3 separate regions of the Mus musculus genome follow, and all the other regions are linked to region 2. A link is a contact called in public HiChIP or PLAC-seq and promoter capture Hi-C data. All regions are on one chromosome and are shown on one strand. The core of a region is the stretch at or near the end of the contact, and the rest is flanking DNA. Distances in the headings are between cores, read along the strand shown. Region 1 holds the start of Pafah1b1 (platelet-activating factor acetylhydrolase, isoform 1b, subunit 1). Region 2 holds the start of Ankfy1 (ankyrin repeat and FYVE domain containing 1). Region 3 holds the start of Mnt (max binding protein).

What was found. Promoter capture Hi-C pulls out the DNA fragments that hold promoters and counts their contacts. HiChIP or PLAC-seq counts read pairs in DNA pulled down with a chosen protein or histone mark.
Region 1: a contact with region 2 is called in an H3K27ac HiChIP or PLAC-seq map of embryonic stem cells, with 7 times the contacts expected there. The contact joins the promoter of Pafah1b1 here to the promoter of Ankfy1 in region 2. A contact is called at or near these places in 13 of 39 promoter capture datasets (the 3T3-L1 cell line, 3T3-L1-derived adipocytes, the C10 cell line and 8 more), 1 of 484 Hi-C or Micro-C datasets (B cells), 3 of 115 datasets of contacts at active chromatin or transcription factors (astrocytes, embryonic stem cells and large pre-B cells) and 1 of 9 other capture datasets (liver).
Region 3: a contact with region 2 is called in a promoter capture Hi-C map of hippocampal neurons, with 6 times the contacts expected there. The contact joins the promoter of Mnt here to the promoter of Ankfy1 in region 2. A contact is called at or near these places in 7 of 39 promoter capture datasets (the C10 cell line, cranial neural crest, embryonic stem cells and 4 more), 4 of 115 datasets of contacts at active chromatin or transcription factors (the NIH/3T3 cell line, astrocytes, embryonic forebrain and 1 more) and 1 of 9 other capture datasets (adipose tissue).

What each region holds. Positions count from the first base shown.
Region 1 is chr11:74,721,517-74,726,234 of GRCm38.p6, forward strand. Pafah1b1 (platelet-activating factor acetylhydrolase, isoform 1b, subunit 1) reads right to left here and starts at 2,868. Exons shown (of 11, transcript NM_013625.4): 1 at 2,483-2,868.
Region 2 is chr11:72,688,669-72,693,385 of GRCm38.p6, forward strand. Ankfy1 (ankyrin repeat and FYVE domain containing 1) reads left to right here and starts at 1,334. Exons shown (of 25, transcript NM_009671.5): 1 at 1,334-1,366. The coding sequence starts at 1,357.
Region 3 is chr11:74,829,537-74,833,793 of GRCm38.p6, forward strand. Mnt (max binding protein) reads left to right here and starts at 1,388. Exons shown (of 6, transcript NM_010813.3): 1 at 1,388-1,865. The coding sequence starts at 1,793.

The DNA.
Region 1 (4,718 bases), core at 1,618-4,117, 2.0 Mb after region 2:
GTAAATACAAAGTTACAACACTCATAAGGTTCATTAGAATTACATTGTCATATTTACAATTCTTTACAAGAAACTAAAGTGAGCTATGCTCTTTATCACAGAAAAGGTCCTATGCAAGAAGCAACACAAGAGAAAAGGTCTATTTAAAGAGCTCTTAATACAAAATAACCACTGTCTATTTTCTCATCTTTGATGTTCATCAAGAGAAAAAAAAAAAACTATTTTAGTGAAAACTAGTATTCTTAACTAGATTTTTTTTTTCACTATACCATGCTTTTTGTAGCCAAATATCCCTAGCATTCATTAATTTAACACCCATTTGGCTAGAATAATTAAAAAAAAAAAACTAGCCAGAGCATATGTGGAGTTTTTTTAATACATGCACACACATGGACAGTAAGTACTTGTTTCAGAGCAAGGATACTGCCTTTATTCCAATTACTCAATGCCCTTCTTGAAGAAGAAAAAAAAAAGGTAGAAAAACTGAGATTCTAAGATCCACTATAGAGAAATGCCTTAATTGTCCCTACAATTAATACTGAATAACCTTACAATCATTAAGGATGAGAAAAAAACCCAGTGAAAGGGCAACTGAGCATTTCACAGCTTTGCTGGCGCACCCTTACTCCACCCAGTCCTCTCGGCTCAATGGCTGCTTATAGCAGCCACAAATATTAGCCCATTTTTAAGGGGGTGGGAGGATGTACCAAAACAGGGTATGCTCTGTCAAAACCAACATATGCACAAATATTTTGCGAAAAAACTGGTTTCCTTTCTGACTCTTAAAATTATATATACCAGCAGCTTTAAATATATTACAGAAAATCCTTCCCTCTGAAATCAAACAATGATCTTTTAAATAGACCGTGAAGGAGTAAATTACTCTAAATTCATATTCTGTGTTAATAAAAAAACACAATTTGTAACTGCCAATTATTTGCACAACTATGTCCTGAAAGACACATATTAGAAATAAAAGCTTGCTAAAGCCTTAATACCAAATCAAATTTTAAAGTTAAAGCTTTTAATGTAAATTCAGCATAGTATTACTAGCATATCCAACTAAGAATATTCCTAATTAAGGGATTGAATCCTGCAGCAATCAAGCTCTACTGCAGGGGGAAACACAGCAAACAACTGCTGTGGCAAAATGAAGAGAGAAGACAATATTACTGGCATGAGGCCCAAACAAAGTCTCCACCATCCCACCCCCAGAAAAGAAATTTCACACAAAACAAGCCAACCCAACAAAAAGAGAATTGCTAAAATGACCTTTATGTTACTGGATCTTTTAAAGGTTGTGAATCTTTAGGAGGGTGTGTTTGAAATTAAAGGTAAGAAAAGCAGTAATTTTATTTTCTCCCAATTGTCTCTTAAAGGGGGGGGGGGGTGAGGAGGAGGTATCCTTGACATGACATCGCCCATTGAGAATGAGACCACAAATCTGGTACTCTTCAAAGGCACAATTTCTTAGCCAAAAATACTGATAGGAATTACACCCAAACCCAACCTCAACAGAAAATTTCCTGCGCTCCTCCCAAGGAGTTTCTTGCTAAGTCACTGGAAAAAGCAGGCAGGATAACAAATAAAGCCAGGCACCTTGCTTTCTCCTATCTCAAGACTGAAATTCTTTCCTCTTGGGAGACGAAATCAGCCCACCGTCTCAAAAAAACATTTTCTCACCTGGGAGGCTAGAGAGGGTAAATAGTCACAGCGTTTCCTAATGGAGTGGAGAGATGGGATGAAGGGAATGATCGAGAACCTGGGAGCTCAGTGTTAGCAACGTCAAAAGACAACTCCCGTGCGAGGAGTCAGTAGCAAAAAGGAAAATCCTGCCCGATTCGGTGGGTGGATGCTGCAGATCTTTACTGAATGCAGAGGCTGGACCACCACCGCACCGGGGGGCCGAGGGCCTGAGCGGCGGGCCATCCTCCCCGGGTCCACCCTCAACCTAAGGACAAGCGGAGAACCCGACGCCTGGAAGGCCTGGTAGCTGCTGGAGCCCCGGCGGCGAGTCGCCAGCCAAGGAGGGGTGGGGACTGCGGGTTCGCTTCCGCGGCCCAGGAGGGCTGAGCCCTTTCCCCAAGATCAGAGAGCGACCTGCTATCCACGCCCTTCCCACCCAAGAATACTTTTCTTGCTAAGTCACGGCGGCAGGAGGGCGATGCCGCCCGAGAGGCCACGGCTTGAACCCTCAGCAGCCTGAGTAGCCCACTGCCAGGGTCGGAGGAACCGGAGCCAGGGCAGCGCCCTCCCAGGCCAGGGCCCCCTCCTCGGTGCCTCTCACTCAACGGCCGTCGCGGCCGCCATTTTGAGAGCGAGGAGAGGAGAAGAAGAAGGAGGAGGCAGCGGCGGCAGGGGGAGGGGAGAATGGGAGGGAGGGGACCGGCGCAGCCACATCGTCAGGCCGCCGGCCCGGCCCGCAGCCACCCGAGCGCGATGGAAGAGACAGAGGGGAGGGCGCAGAGCGTCGCCGCCTTACCGGAGCGCTGCACCACCGCCTCCGCAGGGCCTCTTCCGTCCTTCACTCCCATCCACCAGCGGGGGAGGGGGAGGGAGAGGGAAGGGAGGAAGGAGGGAGGGAGGGAGGGAGGGGGAGGATGGCGCGCTGGGCCCGGTCCCGGGGAGGGGGAGGGGAGGGCCGCGGGCGGGCTCCTCGGCCGTTCCGGGGCTCGAGCCCTAGCCCAGCGTTCGCTCGTCCTCTCGCTCGCGCCTGAGCGCTCCCCTCCGGGTCCTCCTCGCTCCCTGGACTCTCGGCTCGCTGCTCCTTCGCTCCCTCACTCGCTATCTCGGCCGCCGGACTCCGCCGCCGCCCCGCCGCTCCAGCTCCGTCTGTCACAGGAGCTGCCCCAACGCCCTGACGTCACCGCGCCGCCGCCGCCCCAGACCCGCCAGGAAGAGGGAGGGGAGCGGAGGGCCCGCGGCGCATGCGCGGGCCGGGCCTGGGCCTGGGCCTGGGCCTGGGCCGCGCGCCCTTCCGCAGGGTGAGCTGGCGGCTGTACCCGAGCCGACCGGCGAGCTTGCGTCCCGTCCGCGGCTTTTCTCGCTTCTGCCCCCTGATCCCTTGGGAAGCTTCCCTTTTGCTCTAAACTGCCTGACGGCTGGCGTCCATCACGACTCTTGCTCTGCCTCAGCGGTCACTGCGCTGTCCCGGCGGACCGCGGGTACCCGGTGCACTGGCATTTCGGCCCCTGCTGGCTAGAGCAGGAGCCAAGCCAGGATGCTTCCTTTCTGCCTTAGCCTGTGGGATTATTCCCCATCCCCCACCTACCCACCCACCCAAAAGGACCAAAGTAAATTGGTGGGCTTGGGCAGAAGAGCTGTTGAGGTTAAAAGGCAGATGGATTGCCTTGTGTTCCTTTCTGGTACAGATTTTTAATCGGAAGGAATCGCCTGTAGATGTGATTCAGCTATTCTTTTCCTTAGTCACATGTATTCATCAGAGATTCTGGAAACTGAAATCCACAGAAAGACCTGGAACTTTATTCTCTACAAGACATGTCTGTGTTTTATTATATTATGAATTGTATATTGATGACAAATCTGGGGGGATTTGATGTCAATTTATTCCACAAAGAGACACTTGATTTTTGAAAGGGAAGGTTTGGGGCTCTGAATTATTCAATATAGGATATTTAAGTATTGAATGAGATTACTTCATTATCCACTTGTGTTTTCCAGCACTGAGGCTTAACTGATTCTATTGCGTCCCTCGATGAAGGTAAATACTGTAAAAATCACTTGGGAAGCTGCAGAGTTAATGTCTCCAGTATGAATCCTGGTGTCACCACTGGGAATGTGACCTTGACTAAATTATCATATCTCTTTTTGGCCTCAGTATCAGTATAAAATAAACCCAGTAGCCAAACAAAGTGGCACATGGCACGTAGCCCAAGCTACTCAGGAGGCAGGAGACCAGCAAGAGCCCAGAAGTTCTCTGCAAGCCTCAGGAGCATCCTTTTTATAAAAAACAAAAAACAATGATGATAGTAATAAACAAGCTAGGGTGACTCACATCTGTAATGCTAACACTGAGGAGACGGAGGCAGGAGACTTGCCACGAGTTTGAAGCCAGCATGGTGTATATAGTAAGACCCTATCTTAAAATAATGATTTAAAGCTGGACATGGTGTTTTAATATCAGCACTTTGGAGGCAGAGACAGGTGGATCTTTCCAAGTTCAAGAGCCTTCTCTACCCAGTGAATTCCAGGACAGACAACTACATAGAGAAACCCTGTCTCCAAGAATAAATAATAATGGAGCAAACCTTGGGTGGAAGGAAGCACACATCCCTTATTCCAGCATGGAATGGCTGAAGAATGAGGATCACAAGTTTAAGGGCTACCTGGAAAACTCAAATGTTTTTAAATTTATCACTTTTAAAAGGGTGAAGAGACAGCTCAGTAGGAGAGTACTTGCTGAGAGAAAGAAAAGAAAACATTATAGAATTGACATAGCTGTGAGGCTTTGTGAGATTAGATGTTGCATGGGTTAAGGCCTGAGGTTTGATGTGTAACTCATGTAACCATTACTATCTAGTACCAAAGCCAGGCTCTTTGTATTGGGATGGGCTATCTTTATCCCTAGAAATTTTTTTAAAAAACATAAACCAATGACCTTAAGGGATTAGTTCTTTTTTTTTTTTTCTTCATCAACACAAGAAACTAAATCAAATAATCTTTAAAAGGTTATGTCCAGAGTTTCAGTTTTTGGATTC
Region 2 (4,717 bases), core at 84-2,583:
TCTGTTTATGCTCAAAGCTGGTTTATCTAGCCACCTGAAGATCTCAAAAACTCATTTGACACACCTATGAACCATCCTCAGCAAGGCAGTGAAGCTTTGAGCTCAGGCACTTCTATTGAAACTAACAAATATTGTTTCTTTAATCACATGTCGCTTATCCAGGGCCACTACTTTAACACTGCCCTGTTATTTCCTTCACTACTGTAGTCTGCTACAATCGGAACATCAGTTTTTAGTACATAATTATCCTTAATGTATTTAAGTGTCCTTCTCTTCCATTTTCTAAGTGTTTTTCAGCCAGGGTCGTCCCCTTTTCAAAATTTTAACCATTGCCCTTACATTTTTATAATCTGAACTCAATCCCTTCATTATTCCATTTCATTGCCCTCTAATGCTTTCTTTAACTGTGGCAGATCTTCCTAAAATCTTAACTGTTCTCTAAGTCACTACTTAACTGTTGATGCATTATTTCTATTCTCCTTTGTTGACCTGGAGGCTTCAGGTGTGCTAAGTACATATTCGTTACCCGGGCCAAGAAAAAGTATTTATGTCAAGTGTGGTGGCACTTGCCTTTAATCGCAGCACTCCAGGCAGAGGCACTAGGGTCTCTTATCAGTGTCAGGCCAGCCTGGTCTACATAGTAAGTTCCAGAACAGCCAGGATTATGTAGAGAAACCCTGTCTCAATTCCCCACTCTACCTACTCCACAGCCAAAAAAGGCATACTATCTAGGATTGTCAGCCCTCTATTTTGCTATTATAAAAATCATCTAATCATTCTCACATTCACAAAAGGTTTAAGCTCCTGGTTTACAATCTGAATTCCTTCTCCATGGCCTTGTCAACCGTTATTAGCTCCTAGTGTTATTTGGCTTTGCCACTTTGACCTCAGGGATCTCACAATTTTGCTTACATAAAATTGTATAGAGATTTGCAGTTTTTGCGACCCCTATATTTGTAACCAGTGTGTTTGCCTGTTTGATAACCCAAGTTGTCTGGTTTTAGCCATAAAAATTCCCAAAGCCCTGGAGAAATGCTATCATTTAAGTATTAGGACAGCGTCCCACGTGGTTACAAAGTAACTTAAAGATCCGCAGTCCCTGCCTCAGAATAGTCCATGTTTGCTCTACCCTGACGATCGCCTGGAGTACGAGATAGCCCAGTCCGCGCTTGTCAAACCTTCCAAAACGAAGTGGGACTCGGACCTCCCGCCTAGAGCAACTTCCCGCTCCACTTTCATTCACCCCTTGTCTGCTCTGGCTCCTCCCTTTGCCACGCCTCCATCCATTCTCGCGAGACTTGATGATTCCCTTGCGCCGGCATTTATCGCGAGGCTGTAGGCAGGGCCGGGCCCGACATGGCGGAAGGTAGGTTTTTTGTGGGGTGGCACGGGAAGACGCGAAGCAATAGGGGTACCACTGGCCGGGCACAGAAGCCCCTGGAAGGGTTGTCCGGCTGTGGTCGTACGGTGCATCACGTGTCTCGCGAGCCTTCCTATGTAGCGTTTCGGGGCTCCCCGGGCCGGGGTTCTCAGCGCCGTTCCTATGGCAACGCCCCTCCTGCAGTCTGTCTTCACTCGTCACCCCCCGCCCCCAACCCCGATCCCGGTAGTCTCAGAACGAGAAAGGGGTCGGGTCCTGGGAGCGAATGCACCCGCGGGACTCGAGAAAGCTGTAGAGGAGCTTCTTGTGCCAGCCATGCTGGAACGGGGAGGGAAGTGCCCCTCTCCTTAGGAAATCGAAACTGCTGTCATGGCAGGTCCTGCATCCGGAAGGGTGCATCTCTTGCCTGCGGAAGAGCTTGGGACTCTTCCTTGGAAGAGCCGGGACTGCAGCTGGACGACGGGCTTCTTGGGCGTGCGCTGTAATAGTCTTTAAGCTTTTTGGCAGCCCTAGCAAATGTGGGCACGCTCAGATTCTCTGAGGTTTACAAAGGGGCAAAAGGAGATGTTTCCTCAGTAAGGAAGTTGACCAAGGTCACACTGCTTGAAAGAGGTGTGCTAAAGCCAGGCTTCGGTTCCTTTACCTCCTGCTTTAGTCCTTCGTCTCTTTTTTAGTACTTTACGACATTGCAGGTAAAGGCATCCGGTTTCTCAGGTGCAGCCTCCCTTAAGGAATAATGTTAGGATCTTTGCTTGCCATAGCTTTACTGTATGAGTTGGGGTGAAAGCCCTGAGATAGTGAGTTACCTAGTAGTGATCAGACAATATTAGACCTGGCCGGTGTGCTTCTCCTGTGTACCCCATTGTTGGAGAAAAATACTTCTTGTTGGACTTTGTTGAGTGGCTGAAGATTTACTTGATCTAGACCTGGCCTATTTTGTTTTTGTCTTTTGTTTGTATTTTTTGGTAAGTGTTGATTAAACTCATCATTTCTTGATCTGAGATTTGGGTAGTGTGACAGTTTGTGTAGTCTTCTCAGATTTGAATTAGGTTTAAGAGTGACACGAAGTAGGCCTGCCAGGTGTGTTATTTGCCCTTTATAGTTAAGTGAACTGAGGCCAGATTCATGGCTGGGACTGGATTCTGTTTTCATTTTTACTTTTTCTATCTGTTAAACACCTTGGAGGTGGTGAACATTGTCCAACAGAGGAGGAGAAAGCGAAGTGACTGAAAGTGCTGGGTGTGGTGATGTATGCCTGCCTGCTTGTAGTTCCTTCATTCAGCACTTGGAAGGATCTGGAATTTAGGGTCATTCACAGCCTACCTGGAGTGCATGAAACCCTGTTCAAAAAATGAACTAGATGATTTTGCACACCACGGAATGTTGTGTACCTGTTGCTCAGCAGCGAGGTTTGGGAGGAAGGTTCAGGAAGGCACGATGTGAGATCGTGAGCAGTGTAGAGCCTTTAAGAAGGAATCTGCGTGTTGGGGAAATGCATGACCAAGTTTCAGGTCGTGGAGGAGGGAGTTTCTCAGTCCGTAGTTGTATTGAGAACTTAATTGTGTTTGTGCTCAGGTTCCAGTTGTGGGGAATTCATACAGGCCAAGGTTAGTACACTGCGTGTTTACTTTTGGTTGCCTTGAGGTGATTAGAAACATCTATCTAGCCAGAGGACAATACACCTTAAGGACAAACCAAACATTTTTCCAGGATTAATCGGATGGAGGGATGAGGTGATCGGGAGATGATAGTCTCTGACCTCAGTCTACCCTAGCTACACTCCAGATTCCTAAGTCCCAGTGAAGACTGTTGAAAATGATGTTGCAGAACTCAACTAGGAAAATTTGAGGAATGGCAAGAAAAACAAAATTACTAAAGATATTTTGTTTCTTATGTTGGCATGTGTTTTTGTTTGGTTTGGTTCTGCTGCTGCTTGTCAGAGCCAGCTGCTGTTCAGAGATAGTCATAAACAAAAATAGCAAATTTTTGTGGAATTAAATTTGAAGATTATTTGTCAGCATACTCTGGAAACGTTCCTGGTAATTGGCTGTTTGGTTCAGGTTTGGGAATTAGTGCTGAGGAATGGCAAGCAGGACCTGAGACACCATGCATTCCGGAAGTTGTCTGCCTTGGATAGGAAGCTTCCTTTTTCCTATGCCTGCTCACATGACTGAATACAGGCACTTAAGTCTACTCTAAAAGACTGTTTTCCTTCCTTTTAAATTTTTTTTGACACACAGTCTAGCTTTTAGCCCTAGTGGACCTGGAACTTGCTGGGTAAATGGGACTGGTTTGGAAGTCACAGAGACACTGCCTTCCGACGTCTCCCGAATTTGGGATTTAACAAAAGGGGTGTGCTACCATCCCAGCCTCTAAAAGGGATTTCTCTTTCCATTTTGTACACTATTTTGTACAACCTAATCTGTGTTTTCTTCATGCTCCACTGAGCCATTATAAGTTTCCCTGTGGCCTTCCTGTTTTCACTTTTCTCCTTCAGTTTACTCGCCCACAGCCTCTTTTCAGCTTTTCACATTCTCTTTAAAGCAAACCTGATCTGTGTCAGATGTGGTGGCTCCCACACTTGGGAGATAAAAACTGTAGAAGCAACAGTTCAAGGACTTCCTCAGCTACATGACAGGTTCAAGGCCAGCCAGGGATACATGAAACTTTGTCTCAAAAAGAATGAAAATCATGGCCAGGTCACCAGCTCAGTGGCTACAGGCTTGCTACCAAGCCTGACACCTGCATTGGTCACAGAGAAGGTGGGAATTGACTCCACAGATTGTCACAATAGTGCCACTTCAGTGCTCAGCAGCCATGGTATCGTCCCCCTTAACGAAAGCCTTAAACACAAACTCAGCTTTTACCTCTCTGATTCTTTCAAATATTCTTTCAAAGAATTTATATTTATGTTTATCTTACATGTATGTATATGTACACCACATATATATATGTATGTATGTATATATATATATATATATATATATATATATATATATATATATATATATATATATATATATATGCCTGATGCCTGAGGAAGCCAGACGAGGATGTCAGATCCTCTGAGCTGGACTTAACAAATGGTTGTGAGCCACCCTGTGGTTGTTGAGAATTGAACATTGGTCCTCTGGAAGAGCAACCAGTGTTTTGTTTTGTTTTCCCCCGAGATAGGGTTTCTCTGTATAGCCCTGGTTGTCCTGGAACTCACTTTGTAGACCAGGCTGGCCTCGAACTCAGAAATCCGCCAGCCTCTGCCTCCCCACGCCCGGCTGCAGCCAGTGTTCTTAATCACTGATCCATCTCTCCAGCCCCACCTCTCCTGTCCTTAGAATC
Region 3 (4,257 bases), core at 138-2,637, 2.1 Mb after region 2:
TTCAATGCTAACTGTACGAATGGAGATTGTATGGCTTTCCACCAAAGAGAGTTCCAGATGTAGGATATTTTTGTTGTCCTAATCAAGAAGATGTAAGTGCTCAGCCCCCTTCCTGAACTGCAGTTTGATAGTTCTTCACTTTTGCGAGGACCCGAGGTGGTAAGAGGCAGCTGGCGGTTGAGAGAGGTCTGACTAGACTACGAGTTGCTCAATGAACAAGGAGCAGTTGGAGTAGTCCCTTCACTTGGGCCTCAGTTTTCTTACCTGCAAAGTGCAATGATTTGGGCAAGCTGACTTCAAAGATCTTTCTGACTGTACCTAGGGACAGTCCTAAGCCCTGCAGCCAAGATAAAGACTGACTGGCGAGCTTAGGAGAGTGCGCGGTTCCAACCCAACACAGTGAGCGACCCCGCCCCGCGCCCAGCGGGCCGCTAGGGTAGCGCGCGGCTTCCGCCCTCCACGTTGTTGTTCCTGATTTAGGCCACGCCTCCTCGGCCTGGGCTTTGGACGCTTCTCCTTTTGATTACTGGTGCCGGGGCCCAACAACGAGGTGCCCTCTAGAGTGGCACACTTTTAGTCCCCACCCATATCAGAAACCGGTGGACAAAGAATTTAGGAGAAGGGAAGTAAGCCCTGGTTTTGAATGGGAGGGTAATGTAAAGCAGGGGATGGACTGCGGAATTCCCCTGTAGGTGTCTCACCCTTCCGTCACCCGGTGGCCCTATCCGCACCCGCTAATACGACCCTGTAGACACTGTCCCTTTAAACCGAAGGCTGGCGGCGCGGGGTGTCCATGTGGAGCTGCTCCATGCCGTGTTGTCCTGCCCGCCCATTGGCGGGCGGCCTGGTGATGTAGCCTAATAGGATGCGAACGCACTGCGGGGGGAGGAACAGAGACAAAATCCGGAACGGGATCAGCTCTCCCGTCCCTCTGTCAGGACTCTAGCAGCCTGCTGTCAGCTCCGCCCAGGGGCGGATCCCGGGGGGAATTGCGACAGACCGGACGGCTGCGGGATTTAGGTCGTGTCTACGTGGGGCGAAGAGACCTAGGGGTCAGACTATAGGTCTCCCTGACCTGTGTCACCGCTGTCTCAGCTAACCGAAGCCTTGGGCTTCCCATTCTCTCAGCAAGGCAGATCCCGCCGTGAATGCCCTAAGCACGCAAACCCCGTTTAACTTGTGGCTGGCCACGGAGAGGAGGGGCAAGTAGGGAAAGCGGAAACAGCGAGGAAGCCTGGTTCCATCTTCTCACCCCCACCCAAGCCACGTGTGCGCGCGCGGTGGGCGGGGCCATCCCTGGCGCGGCCCCGCCCTCAGTGAGACGCCGCGGCCCTGCGGGCGGGGGCTCCGGTCCGGGCTTTGGCTGCGGCCCCGGTGTAGTAGCGGGGGCGGCGGCCGGGGGCAGCGCGGCTCCTTCCCTTGTTGTGTGTGTCGGTGCCTCCTCGCCATCTTGTTGCAAAGCCCTTTCTTGTCGGCGGGACTCCGGGGGCCGCGGGGCGGGAGGCATCGGAAGGGAGGAAGAGGAAGAAGGAAGGAAGAAGGCAGTGCCGCCTTTTTTATTTTTTGCATCAAAATTTTTTTAATTTGCAAATTTTTATTTTGCAAATATTTTGGGAGACATTGATTTTTCTCCCCGTGCTCCCCCGTTCTTTTCTGAGGAGTGCGCTGCGCCGCCCAGCCCTGTCGCCCCCCGGAGGTGATCCCTCCCTCCTGCCGGCCCGCCAGCCTGACCTGTGCTTGGCTCGCGGGCCGCAGCCTCGGCCCCGGCGCGCCCCCGGCTGCTCTCGCCGCGATGAGCATAGAGACGCTACTGGAGGCGGCCCGCTTCCTGGAATGGCAAGCGCAGCAACAACAGAGAGCACGTGGTGAGCGGCCCGGCTGGGCCCCTGGGGCACTGGGCAGAAGGGGAGGCCAGTGACCCCGATCCCTGAACCCACTGGAAATCGCAGGGAGGCCCCTCTATGGCGCGACCTAAAAAGCCGGGCACAAACTCCCCGCAAGAGCTGCCGTCCGGGAGGAGTGATGCGAACGTTGAAAATAATTAATGAATTCATTAACATGCAAAGAAGGACCCAGTTTCTGCGGGTACCACCCTAGCTGACTGGCACCCCCGTACACCTTCAGTGGGGGGCCCCTTAGTTGTGGGCGGGCGGCGCCCTCGCTACCATTGAGGATGTGTGAACCGGGGGATGGGGAGAGGGATGTTGATGTGTGGGGGTGGCAGACCCGCGTGTGCTTGCGTGTGAGCACCAAGATGATGTGTGATGGGAACCGGGGAAGAGCGGATGAACGGACCTGTACACGGGTGTGTTTGTACAGCACACGAGTGGGCGTGTGCGTAACTGAGTGGGGGTGGGGAATACTCTACGCCGAGCTGCTCTTCGGATTCCCTGGCCTGGGCTGGAGGGTGCGGGGAGCGCTCCCGGCAGATCTACGCGCTGCTTGGGGCGGAGGCGGCCTTTGCAGAATGAAATGACATCGCGTGTCTTATGATCCTGGCCAGCCCCGCCTGACCCCGCCTCCCAGAGCTGGGCTGGGTCGCACGTCTAGCTTTGGCTGAGAGCTGCGCTGATTGGGTGCATGTGAGTGTCCCGCGGGTCGCTGGGGGCAGCCCTAGGCCCCCCTGCCTTGCCCTGCTTTAGCCGGTGTGGAATGTGGCGTGTCTGCGCGTTTCAAACCCGCTCTTGGCTGGAATGTTGCGTGTGCCTGCGTCCCAAGCCCGTTGGTTACCCGGACTGCTGACGTAGTCAGGCCCCGCCCCCGACCACGTGCACGGGGGACACTCCCGCTGGGGACTGTGCGGCCCGGCCCCTCCTCACCGCCTCGCGGTTGCCTAGGGGCGGGGTCTGGGCGGGGCTGGCGAGGGGCCTGGAGTCGGGTTGGCCTCCAGCTCTGGTTGCTGGCCATCTCCCAGGGAGAGCCTTTGCCCTGGGTAGGAGGAGCTATGTTCACCTAGGCTCTTGCTGGATCCTCCTGTTTTTGATCCTGTAGCGAGGGAATCCTCAGAATCTCAGGGTGACATCTATAAGTAACATCTCACTGACCCACTAACAGTGTCCCTAAGCCCTTCTGGCAACAACCCGGCCACATTGTTATAAGCTCGCCTAAGAAGGGTAAACTTTGGCGCGCCCTCAGAGGCTAAAAGAGGGTTTATGAGACTGTCATCCACCCGCTTTGGCTATGGTCCCTAGCCTTCGAGTGCTGCTTAAATAGGGGCCGAAGGGAAAAGACCCCCGCTTTCCAGCCTCTTGTGAGGGCCTCAGTTCTGAAGCAGTGTGTGTGCAGTTCCTAGGGATTCCTGGTTCCCCTACCCCCTCAGAACCCTTCAGTCGGTAGTGTTGTGGTGGAGTTCTTCGCCCTCCTTCCCTTTCTTTCTGCCTATTGTTGCTTCAGTGATGAGTCATGCAGGAGGTAGTAGTGTGTGTGTTGTGTGCCCGCGCACAAAGGCGCGCGCGCGCCTGCAGCTTGTTCCGCGCGGTGGGGCGGGAGGAGTGGTAGCCCGCAAGGGGCGGAGGAGCTGCAGGTTCGCAGGCCTTGTCAGACCGAGTAGCCACTCAAGGTCAGGAGTCACTGGAGATTTGCAAGACCCAAGTGCTTAGGTTTTTTGCAGAATGGATGGCTGGGGTATCTGTCCACATGTCCCTCCCCTTTGTGTTTTGAGTCCAGAGCAGGGTCAAGCAAGTGCTGGTGGTTAACCAGAGCGACTAGTATACCCCTCTCAGCGGCGGATGTGGGGAGGGGGAAAATTGAAGAGTTTGAGAGGAAGAGTCATCTGCTGCTACCGTCAACACAATGCAGATCAGGAATACCAATCATACCCCCCCCCCCCCATGTAATCAGGCAGTCTTGGAGAGAGGAACAGGATTGACCCTACTGTTGCCTCTGGGGAACTCTTATTTCACCTTCCAAGCCATATAGAAAAAGGGTGAAGCCCCCCCCCCCCCTTCTGCTGTGCTCTGTTAAGCCTACCTGTAAGGGCATGTGGGTTGGTGGATGCGCCTCTGCAGAGGAACCTGGGAAAAGCCCCCTTAAGAAATCACACAGCCCTTCCCCCAAATAGTGAGAGGTGGGGAGAAGCAGAGTTCAGCACTCAGGTCACAGCTAGCTGGTGTTGGACCAAAGGGTCTTAAAGGATAGATAGGTGGGGACTGGTGAGCCAAATCTACTCCAAGAACTCAAGACCAGATGTGGTTCCCACGGGCTAAAACCTCCACAGGTGATACCAACTTGCCGACCAGAACTGCTCATGCTCTGAGA